2 separate regions of the Sus scrofa genome follow, and region 1 is linked to region 2. Evidence: chromatin contacts called from public Hi-C data. All regions are on one chromosome and are shown on one strand. Each heading gives the region's core, a stretch centred on a gene start, on an enhancer-like site or on the middle of the called end of the contact. The rest is flanking DNA. Distances are from core to core; before and after follow the strand shown. Region 1 overlaps LPP (lipoma-preferred partner). Region 2 overlaps LPP (lipoma-preferred partner).

Region 1 (4,790 bases), core at 457-2,956, 280 kb before region 2:
CAGGCCCACCATGCATGAGATAGAACATCATCTGCCCAGATTTATTGCCCCTACATCTATCATCACCCCCAACCACTAATTCTGATGATTATGCTAGGATGATTAAGAGGTACCTCTTCTGCTTTTCCTGTTTCTGACCTTTCAGTGCTCATGGCTTCTCTATATAGATTGATCTGTTGTAGAAAATAGTTAACCTTCTGTGATGATCAGTTTTATATGTCAGTTTTGCTAGACTACAATCTCTCTAGTTATTCAATCAAACACTAATCTAGGTATATTTGGGAAATTATCTTGTGTAAGGGATTAAAGTCTATAATAAATTGACTAAGTAAGGAAGATTATCTTAGAGAATCTGGGTTGGCCTGATTGAAAGTTGAAAGGCCTTGAGAGCAAAGTTGAGACTTCTTTAAAGGAGAAGAAATTCTACGTGTGGACAATAGTATTAGCTTTTGTAGCAAAGTTTCAGCCTGTCCTTCCTAACAGCCTATACTACAGATGTTGGATTGCCTAGCCAGCCCACACAATCACATAAATTAATTCCCTGCAATAAATCTCTTAATCTTTATCTCCTACCAGCTCTGGTAAAGTATTGACTAAATATACCTTCTCTAGGTATCACCAGTCACACTGGCTGCTCTTTGACTTTTGGTAGAAAACAAACCATTCATAAGGTCTGCCAATGATGCTGTAAGATTATATGTAGACCATTTTTGTTGCATTCTGATTTCCACCCTAAACAAAGCTGTAAGTTTGCTTCTGAAAAAGTATACCTTCCTACAATAAGCTGAGAATAGTGGGAATATATTTCCCCAAAGCCTTTTAAAGATGGAGACTTCCTGGCTCGCTTGGGAGCTTTCAATAACACATAAGAAAGGAGGGAACAATGACAAGACACAGAAACCTAACAAAAATATCTTTATACTCTACATACAAAGTGAAGGAACCGAAATCAGGAATAGAGGATCAATAGGTAGTATTAGCAACAGAGAAAAACATATGATTGAGAAGGCAGAGGCACTAGATATTATAGCTACAGCAAAATGTTACAGGTTATATAAGCTTGTAATCATAACTAATTACTAAATCTTTGGATCATATTTTTAAATATTAGGAAAAGAGGAATTTATTGAGAAAAATAGTTGCTACAGTATTACTAATAAAAATTGAGGATTTTTGGTAAAATAACTCTTGGATCCTTGTCATTTGCATTGAATACAGTATTATAGTTTGCACATGCTGTGGTTTGAACCTGAGCTCTTAACAGGGTCTTTAAAAATAAAGTTAGATAAAAAATTGTCATAGCTTGACTAACTAGTTTTTTTGGGGGGGAGGGATCACTTATTTTTAATGTGATTGCTTTTTTCGTTTTGTTTTCATTTATTTTAGTTTAGTTAAGACAGAGACATGTTGAACATGCATGGCCTTTCTGTTGTAGAATACTCTAAATCATAGAACATCAATGATGAAAGACCTTAATCACATCCTTATTTTACAAATGATAAAGTTCCAAGGAAGGTAGGTAACATTTCCAGTATGATGGAGATTAGGTGAAGCCAGGTCTAGAATTCAGGCTTGCCAGTGTTCTTTCCACCACACACTGTTGGGTAAGAAATCTTTAAAACACATCCGCATACACACCTCCATGTCTCTCACTTCCCTTAACCTTAACAAAATCCCAAGGGATGATTTTGGCAGGATTCAAAGATTACTTTGGCAACTCTAACCACATTCCTGGAATCCATTTGCAAATGCTGGTCAGTAGAGCCTGCTTCATTCCCTTTTTGGTCTTACTCAGTAAAGGCTAAGTGTAATGTGAATTATCATAAGTTTATTTTTATTCTCCCACCACCTCCTTTTTTTGGTAAGTGATCACTGACTACCAGGCACAGGAAATACATTTCATTAAATGATTTTCCAAAATCAAAACTCCATCTGGGCTGAAACAGAGACAGACTCAGAGATGATCACTTATAACGCTAATACCAGCTACAATAACCCATTCAAAGATGATCAGAGTGAGGAAAGGGTCTTTATCTTTCCTGAAAGCACTTCCCAGGCCAAACCTTGGTTACCCCACTATCTAATGTGCTATGTGCACAAACACGCTAGCAGCTGGTAATCGCATTGTGACTCAGTGCCTCATGGGGAGGGGGGCCACAGGAGGAACTCACTCAGAACTGTAGAACACAAGTCTCAACTAGCAAGTACTAAATGTGGTCTCCTAATTGGACAGACCAAATTGAAAAAAGAAAAAAAGTGAGAAGCAAGTCTCCTAAAGTGAGAAATAATATTTCCCCTTAGCAAATTCAGAGAGACACACAAATACTTGCACCCTTCACTCTGGATTAAGTTAATATCATTCTAACTAAAATTAACAGGAATTGATGAGGGAAACAATACAAAGACATAAGTATAAGTAGAGCAGGGCGGTCCTATAGCAGACATCAGGAGAGAAAAAAATAAAGTGTAGAAGCTTTAGTTATGAGGACCCAAACTTCTGACTGCTAAAACGCCAATCAACCAAGATTATAAACTTGAAAAGGAAGAAAAAGAAATCATAAGGGCCATTGGAAACCATAAAAGGCACTCAGCTAGGATGTGTGTTACTAGAACCAACAGGTTTGTGTTTGTGTTCTGTTCCCTCTCATCAGAGTGGTTGGAAAGGAAAGTCTATTCATTAAAAATTGAAATTAGTATTAAAAATCACAATTCTACTTTTGTTTTGAGATAGATAAAAGTACCAGAATGATATATGGATCCAAAAAAGCCGTCTCCTCTCAAAAAACATTCTATTTTTCTAAAACATTATATTTAAGATCATTTTACTTTCTATTGTTTTAGTTTCTATTCTGAAAAGTGCTAAAAAGGTGCTGGGCAGGGATAAAAGAAAGAAAAGGGGGTGAAGGGAGAGATTAGATAGATAGATAAGTAGGTAGAAGAGGTGGAGAAAAAGGGAAAAGTGAGAGAGAAAGGGAGGGATAGAAAAATCAATAGTTTTTAAATTTGCCTTGTCAGATGTTTATTGTTAAAAGATGTTATACTTTGCCAAAATACTCTCTGGGTGTACATACATTTATTCAAATTTATGAAAATAAACATTATGTACCCATTTATAGAAATATTTATATAAATTACAATATACATGTAAAGCAAAAGCAAAGTAGGTTAATTATAGAAACTTAAAAAATATGTAGAGGGAGTTCCTGTTGTGGCTCAGTGGGTTAAGAACCCAACTAGTTTCGAGGATGTGGGTTCGATCCCTGGCCTCGCTCAGTGGGTTAAAGATCCAGCATTGCTGCAAGCTGTGGCATGGGTTGCAGATGTTGCTGGGATCTGGCATAGGTCTGGCATAGGGTCTGACTGGATCCCTAGCCTGGGAACTTCCTTATGCCACAGATGCGGCCCTAAAAGAAAAAGAAAAAATATGTAGAGAAGTGTAAGAAAGAAGTCTTATCTCCTACAACCCCAGAAATAACTTAGTGTACACATCACTTTAAATGCTATTAAATATTCATACATAATTACATGTCACAATTCAAGTAATACATAGATCCATACCTAATTAAGAGAAAAATACAATAGATGTGGAAGTATCTAGGGTGTTATTTCTCAGAGTAAATTAGAGAAGAATTTAATACTGTCAGGGAAATAAAAGAATTAGGATTTTAAAAATCTAAATCCCTACAACTATAGACACAGAATACTACATAAGGAAGTATAAGTATTATACTTATATATAAAACTACAACTATAGATAAGGAATACCTAAAGTACTCTCAGATTAAGTTTTACACAACTAGAAAGTACTGGGGTAGAGACAGGAGTGAATGTGAGAGACAGCTGGGTAATTACAAGTGTAACACTACAACCTTACATGAGATTACCATTTTGTGGCTGATAAAATATTCTCACTCATTTCTTTACCACTCAATATTTTTATCCAATATCATTATTGTTCCATTTTTCCTCATGGAAATGAGCCCCAAAGATACCAGCTACACTAGTTCTTCAAGAATTCAGATGCAGTGCTTTTAATCCTTGTTTTGTTTTCTGAGATACAGAAGATTGACCTTGACACACTATGGTATAAAGGAAAGAACACTGGACTGTAAGTTAGGAACTTGTGCTCAAACTCATCATCCCTGCACAACCCAGCAAATGAGCAAGCCCTCTCTTCTAGCTCTTCCTTTACCTCCTCTATAATGGAGCTAATAATAGAGCTGATGAAACTCACCGGGGTAATAGGAAGTGCGCCTGGCATAGTGCGTGACACTGGAAGGAAGTAACACAAAATTCTACCAGCCTACCTGTTACCACTTCAGGAAGCTGAGAGCCCACTAGCATAAAGAACATCATTTCCTCCAAGCTGGTGTCACTGGGCTAAGCACTGACTATATTCAATTCTGACTATATTCAATTCATCTAAATTCTGTGTATTTAAAGGAAACTCACAAACCAAATCAATGTGAACCAAAGCAAATTCTTGGTCTATCAGAGGTCTGTAAAGAGCCAAAGTCTATCAAAGAGCTGCATCTTTTCCTGAACCAAATCTGCAGCTACACAATGGGCTGAAGTGGAAATAACAACCATACAAACAGATGACCATGAGCCTCAGCCATTCAAACCAGGGCCCTACATCAGGAGGCTGGGGTTAGGTGGAGGTGGCTACTCAAAAGGCAGGCAGAATCCAGTCAGGCTTCCTTTTATGCATCTCCAGCTACTCTACTGCTGAAAGCCCAAGGTCCAAAAAAGACAATCCTAGGGTATCTCCAGTCCAATCAATCACACAA
Region 2 (4,639 bases), core at 1,948-4,447:
AAAGATTTTTCTTTTGTTCACCCGAAGGTCTGCTAACCAGATTCTGTGGGGAAAGTGACAAGTTTAACAAATACAAGAGCATTTTTTTTTCTCAAAAAATGTGTGTGAGTGTGTGTGTGGGCATATACTCGTTCACAGGTATGTTAGGTAAAGGATAGTTCAAACGCAAGCGTTAGAAAGACAAAACTGAGACACTGTAAAAGAAAGACACCACCAACAAACCAATCAGAACATGTATTAGGCATTCATCTGTCTTGATATGACTTAGTTATCTCTTCATGCAGTGTCTGACTTTCAAACTTCACAAATTGCATTTCAGAAGCAGAAAATCTCTTTGAAAACAGGAGTAACCTGCAATTATCATTTCAATTTAAAACAAGAATTTACCAAGCATCTATAATTCCCAACAATATTTTTGAAAGAACTTATACAAAGGGAATTCAATAAGCACATTCCCCAGACATGTAAACTTAGAAAGACAAAAAGATGGGAGTAGGAAAGAAGAGCTAATTTGAGTGAGGGAGAAACCAAGGCCCTAGGAATAGAAATAACTTGCCCAATGGCACAGGATCCGTAATTTCAATGAGGAGCACATAAAATCTAAAATGAAAGTAGAAGGGACAAGGTGAAAATGTTATGGCCTCCAGAGTTCCCATTGTGGCACAGTGGAAACGAATCAGACTAGGAACCATGAGGTTGTGGATTCAATCCCTGGCCTCACTCAGTGGGTTAAAGATCTGGTGTTGCCATGAGCTGTGATGTAGGTTGCAGACACGGCTCAGATCCTACGTTGCGTGGCTGTGGTGTAGGCCAGCAGCTATAGCTCCAATTGGACCCCTAGCCTGGGAACCTCCATATGCTGCGGGTGAGGCCCTAAAAAGCAAAACAAACAAATAAACAAGATGTCATGGCCTCCAAGAGAAGAGAGGGGAAAAGGCCACCGTTAACCCATAACAATGAGCTGCACTCACTGTAGCACATGGTCACCACAAACTAGCTTTGCCATTTTCAAGAGAACATATCTTGTCTCCTTAGTGAGGACCAAGGATGGGCAGAGATCACAGCCTCTATTTGAAAGGCCTCTGGAGGCAAGTGTTCCTTGTTAGAGTGCAAGATCCACTGATTCTGCGAGGCAGCACCCTGAGCAAGTTCCTTGTCCTCTCAATATCCCAGTGACTCATCTGCAAACTGGACATGATCATTTCTACTTATACCACAGGTGAAGAGATTAAATGAGCTTTTTACAAAGTGCCTGCCTAGCAGTGTTTGACACATAAATAAGCACTTCATAGACAGTAGCTGTTAGTAGCAAATTCACTCATAATTCCTGCTACAAGGAGAAGGAATGGTTTGGTGCAATGAACTTTAGGGAGTCTAAAGTTCACATCCCTACAATTCTTCTCAACCTAACTATAAACTACAAGCCTAACTCTGATTATATATGGATTATCTCATTGAGTCTCCTTTGCCTCAGAGTTATGGTGGAATCTTAGCTGGAAAAAGCTCTTTTGGGAGTTTTCATTGTGGCACATTGGAAACGAATCCGACTAGGAACCATGAGGTTGTGGGTTCGATCCCTGGCCTCACTCAGTGGGTTAAGGTTCTGGGATTGCTGTGGCTGTGGTATATAGGCCGGCAGCTGTAGCTCCGATTTGACCCCTAGCCTCGAAAACCTCCACATGCTGCGGGTACAGCCCTGAAAAAAGACAAAAGACAAAAAAAAAAAAAAAAAGAAAGAAAGAAAGAAAGAAAGAAAAAGCTCTTTAGAAATTGTTTTGCAATGAGAAAATGTAAAGTATATCATAAAGGTCAGAAACTTCTTTGGGGAATAATTGAGTGTCATACAAATGCAGGTACTGTATAAGTATCAGTGGAGGAATACTTTTCTTATAAAAAGTAAACTCAGCTCTTTAAAAAGAAAAAGAGGGGTTTGAATACAATGTTACTCCTCTCATAAATGTTCCTGAGACAGAGGCTCTGGGAAGAAATTACTGAGATGACCACTCAATACTATATAATGAATAATAAGGAGGTGCTGACCAGGCACGTGACCAGGCCCAGGTGTGGATGGAGGCCTAGGAGCTGACAAACCCCTGAGAACAATCACTGAAAGTGAGCAGGCTAAAAGGCCTTCATCACATGGAATTTCACAGCCAGTGTAGGGAAACCAGAAGGGCCAAGTCTCCCTCTGGGCCCATCTTCCTCATCGGTACAGGTGCCACTTTCTCAACCTTAAGAGATGTCCAGAGAGGCAGAAAGCTTACAGAAGCTTGAAGCACCTCCAATACAGTGGCTTTCAAAGTGGGTTCCACAGAGGCACAGAATTTAGGACCATAACTCAGCCCTAGATGGAAGCCTATTTAACCATTTAATGACATAACAGTGCCACCATATAATTATACTTTGATTATTTTAAAGGTATCATTTACCTTTCAAAAATTTTCTTTACACCACTTTGCTTTTATGAAAAGGCTTACATTAGTATCTGTTTCATTGACCAAAAGAAAGCCAAAGAGGATATTCGTTCTTACAAAAAAAAAAAAAAATGGCAAAAAGCAAAAATAGCATTCAGAGTTTGCAGTTGCTTCTGCACTTGACTCCTTTTCAGCTCACAAAATGTGTCATAGGAACACTCTCACTTTCAGATAGCAGGGAAACCTGTACTGGGGTTTCAGATGACAATTCACAAGGGGTTTAAGAAAGAATTCCATAAACAAAAAGTTTCTGAAAAGACCAAGGCCCAATGAGTCTACTGACCAAGGTCATACAGCCAGTCAATGTCTGGACCACAAAGACATTTCTTGGACGAAGGCCTTGGAATGAGGGGCTAATGAGATACAATCAGAGAAAGTTAAAAGAGCTCCAGAGAGCATGCATTGCAATTAGAGAGGTCAGCTCGCTACCCCCAACCCCCAATAAGGCTGTAACTCTAGAAAGATTTGAGAATCAAGAGGGGAAGGATAATGGGAGCCAGAACGAATGGGTATCCCAGGTCTGGAACTTCCTTAATGTCTCTCCTCCATGCTCAGCTCTGGGTCTTCCTGCCCAGGTTAACCACCCAGGAAGAACTTGGAGGTGGGGCGCTAAAGGAGAAGAGCAAAGCTGGGAAAGAAACACACACTTTTCTTCTTTTCCCTGACTCTTCAGACAGCGCTCTGGCAAGACAGGGAAAAGGCCCTCTTGGGCGCCAGTGGACTTCAGCTTTGCATTCCTCCATCTCTCCATGGGCCAGATAGGAATAATCGGATACACGTCAACCCTAGAGTAGTCTGGTGAAATCACAGGGAAGACTCTTCAATCTGCTTAGTAACAGCAACAGAAAGTGCTAAATTAGTGAGTCAAGAAATATTTCTGGAAGAGCTATTCAACTGGAATGCTTGGAGAGCCACCCGCATTGCAATAACTCGAGCTGTCCTCATCTTTTAGAACACCCATAAGCCCAGGATTTAAAAAGGACTTCACAGCTCCAGGGGCAGCCAAATAAATAAATAAACACATAGAAGCTCTAAGTGGCTGACTGAAGTTATTAGGGAGAAAGTTATATTCTCAACAAGGATGTGATCTCTCTCTCTCTTCTCTTCCCCCACCCCCATAATTTCCCGGACCACTTTTGGTAGTGAGCAGTTTGTCATGTTTCCAAGGGAAGCGACGCAGTCTCCTGCGCAGCCGATTCCATCTAAAAAACATATCATCTGTCTCTGCGGCAGAAAGCCCAGTTGGAAGAAGCAAGTTCTGTGCGTTCAACTAGAAAACACTTCTTGTTCTCGCTGTCAAAATAATTCTGTATTAAACTTCTGGGATATGTGACTAATGTGCTTGGAACCTCTTGGAGCGACTGGTTTATTTATTTTAGGGAGGGGAGAGCTGCTGCTGCTGCTGGGGGTGGTGATAGAGAAAGAGGAGGAGGAAGAGGAAAGGAGGAGGATAAAGGACCCGGAACCTTGGAGAAGGAGCCCAGGGTCTGCTCGCATGGCTCCCAGGAGCCAGCCCTGACACACTTCATTATCAGAAGCCTGACAAGGCACCAAGCCAGGCCAGAAAAGGAAAGGCAAGACAGAGAGACAGGTAGTGAACACTTCCCAGAGCTAAGGTTGCCTCACAGTTCCTAAAAAGGCTCAGAAAGTTAAAAAGTAAAAGTAAAACGAAATACAAACACACACACACCACAGAAATCCTATCACAGCTCTTTCTAAAACACATAACTCTCCCTACTGCTAACAGGGGGGAAAAGCCCCAAACACATGATGGGGGGCATCTATCACCTCTATGATTTGACATCAATGCTTCACCTTCACATACCTTCCACACGCAGCCTGCCACTCCCCGCTTTCTGTCTTCCCCATTCCCTTTGTCTTGAAAGCACGTCTCTCTTCCTTGTTTATTGAAGTTCTAGCTATCTTTCAAGACCTTTCAACACCACACCCTCAGTGAAGCCTTCCCCAGTGGCAACAAACAGAACCTTCTGCCCTCCCTGTGTCACTGATAAGTTTACAGCAGGTCTCCAGGTGATCTTCAGGTATGAACATAACAATCTACCTACTGCCTGGCCCACCCTCCATCCCCAGAAACCAGTCTCCCCACAGCACCCACAGTGCACATGTACACACACACACACACACACACCCCAAGCCCTTGCCGT

What was found. Hi-C and Micro-C count contacts between places; a contact is called where the count stands out from the background.
Region 1: a Hi-C map of embryonic fibroblasts shows a contact between it and region 2, with 2.4 times the contacts expected there. The contact joins two enhancer-like sites. A contact is called at or near these places in 2 of 47 Hi-C or Micro-C datasets (both in embryonic fibroblasts) and 2 of 2 datasets of contacts at active chromatin or transcription factors (alveolar macrophages and skeletal muscle).

What each region holds. Positions count from the first base shown.
Region 1 is chr13:126,170,062-126,174,851 of Sscrofa11.1, reverse strand. All of the region lies in intron 5 of LPP (lipoma-preferred partner), which reads right to left. Among named protein-coding and RNA genes, the nearest start is that of MIR28, 110 kb to the left of the region's middle. Within about 2 kb of position 1,706, at least 4 of the 83 cell types and tissues checked have an H3K27ac peak or open chromatin away from gene starts, as enhancers often do. A contact at or near this core is called in embryonic fibroblasts, where this site is marked.
Region 2 is chr13:125,890,644-125,895,282 of Sscrofa11.1, reverse strand. The region is part of intron 2 of LPP (lipoma-preferred partner); the gene reads right to left. Among named protein-coding and RNA genes, the nearest start is that of LPP, 110 kb to the right of the region's middle. Within about 2 kb of position 3,197, at least 33 of the 83 cell types and tissues checked have an H3K27ac peak or open chromatin away from gene starts, as enhancers often do. A contact at or near this core is called in embryonic fibroblasts, where this site is marked.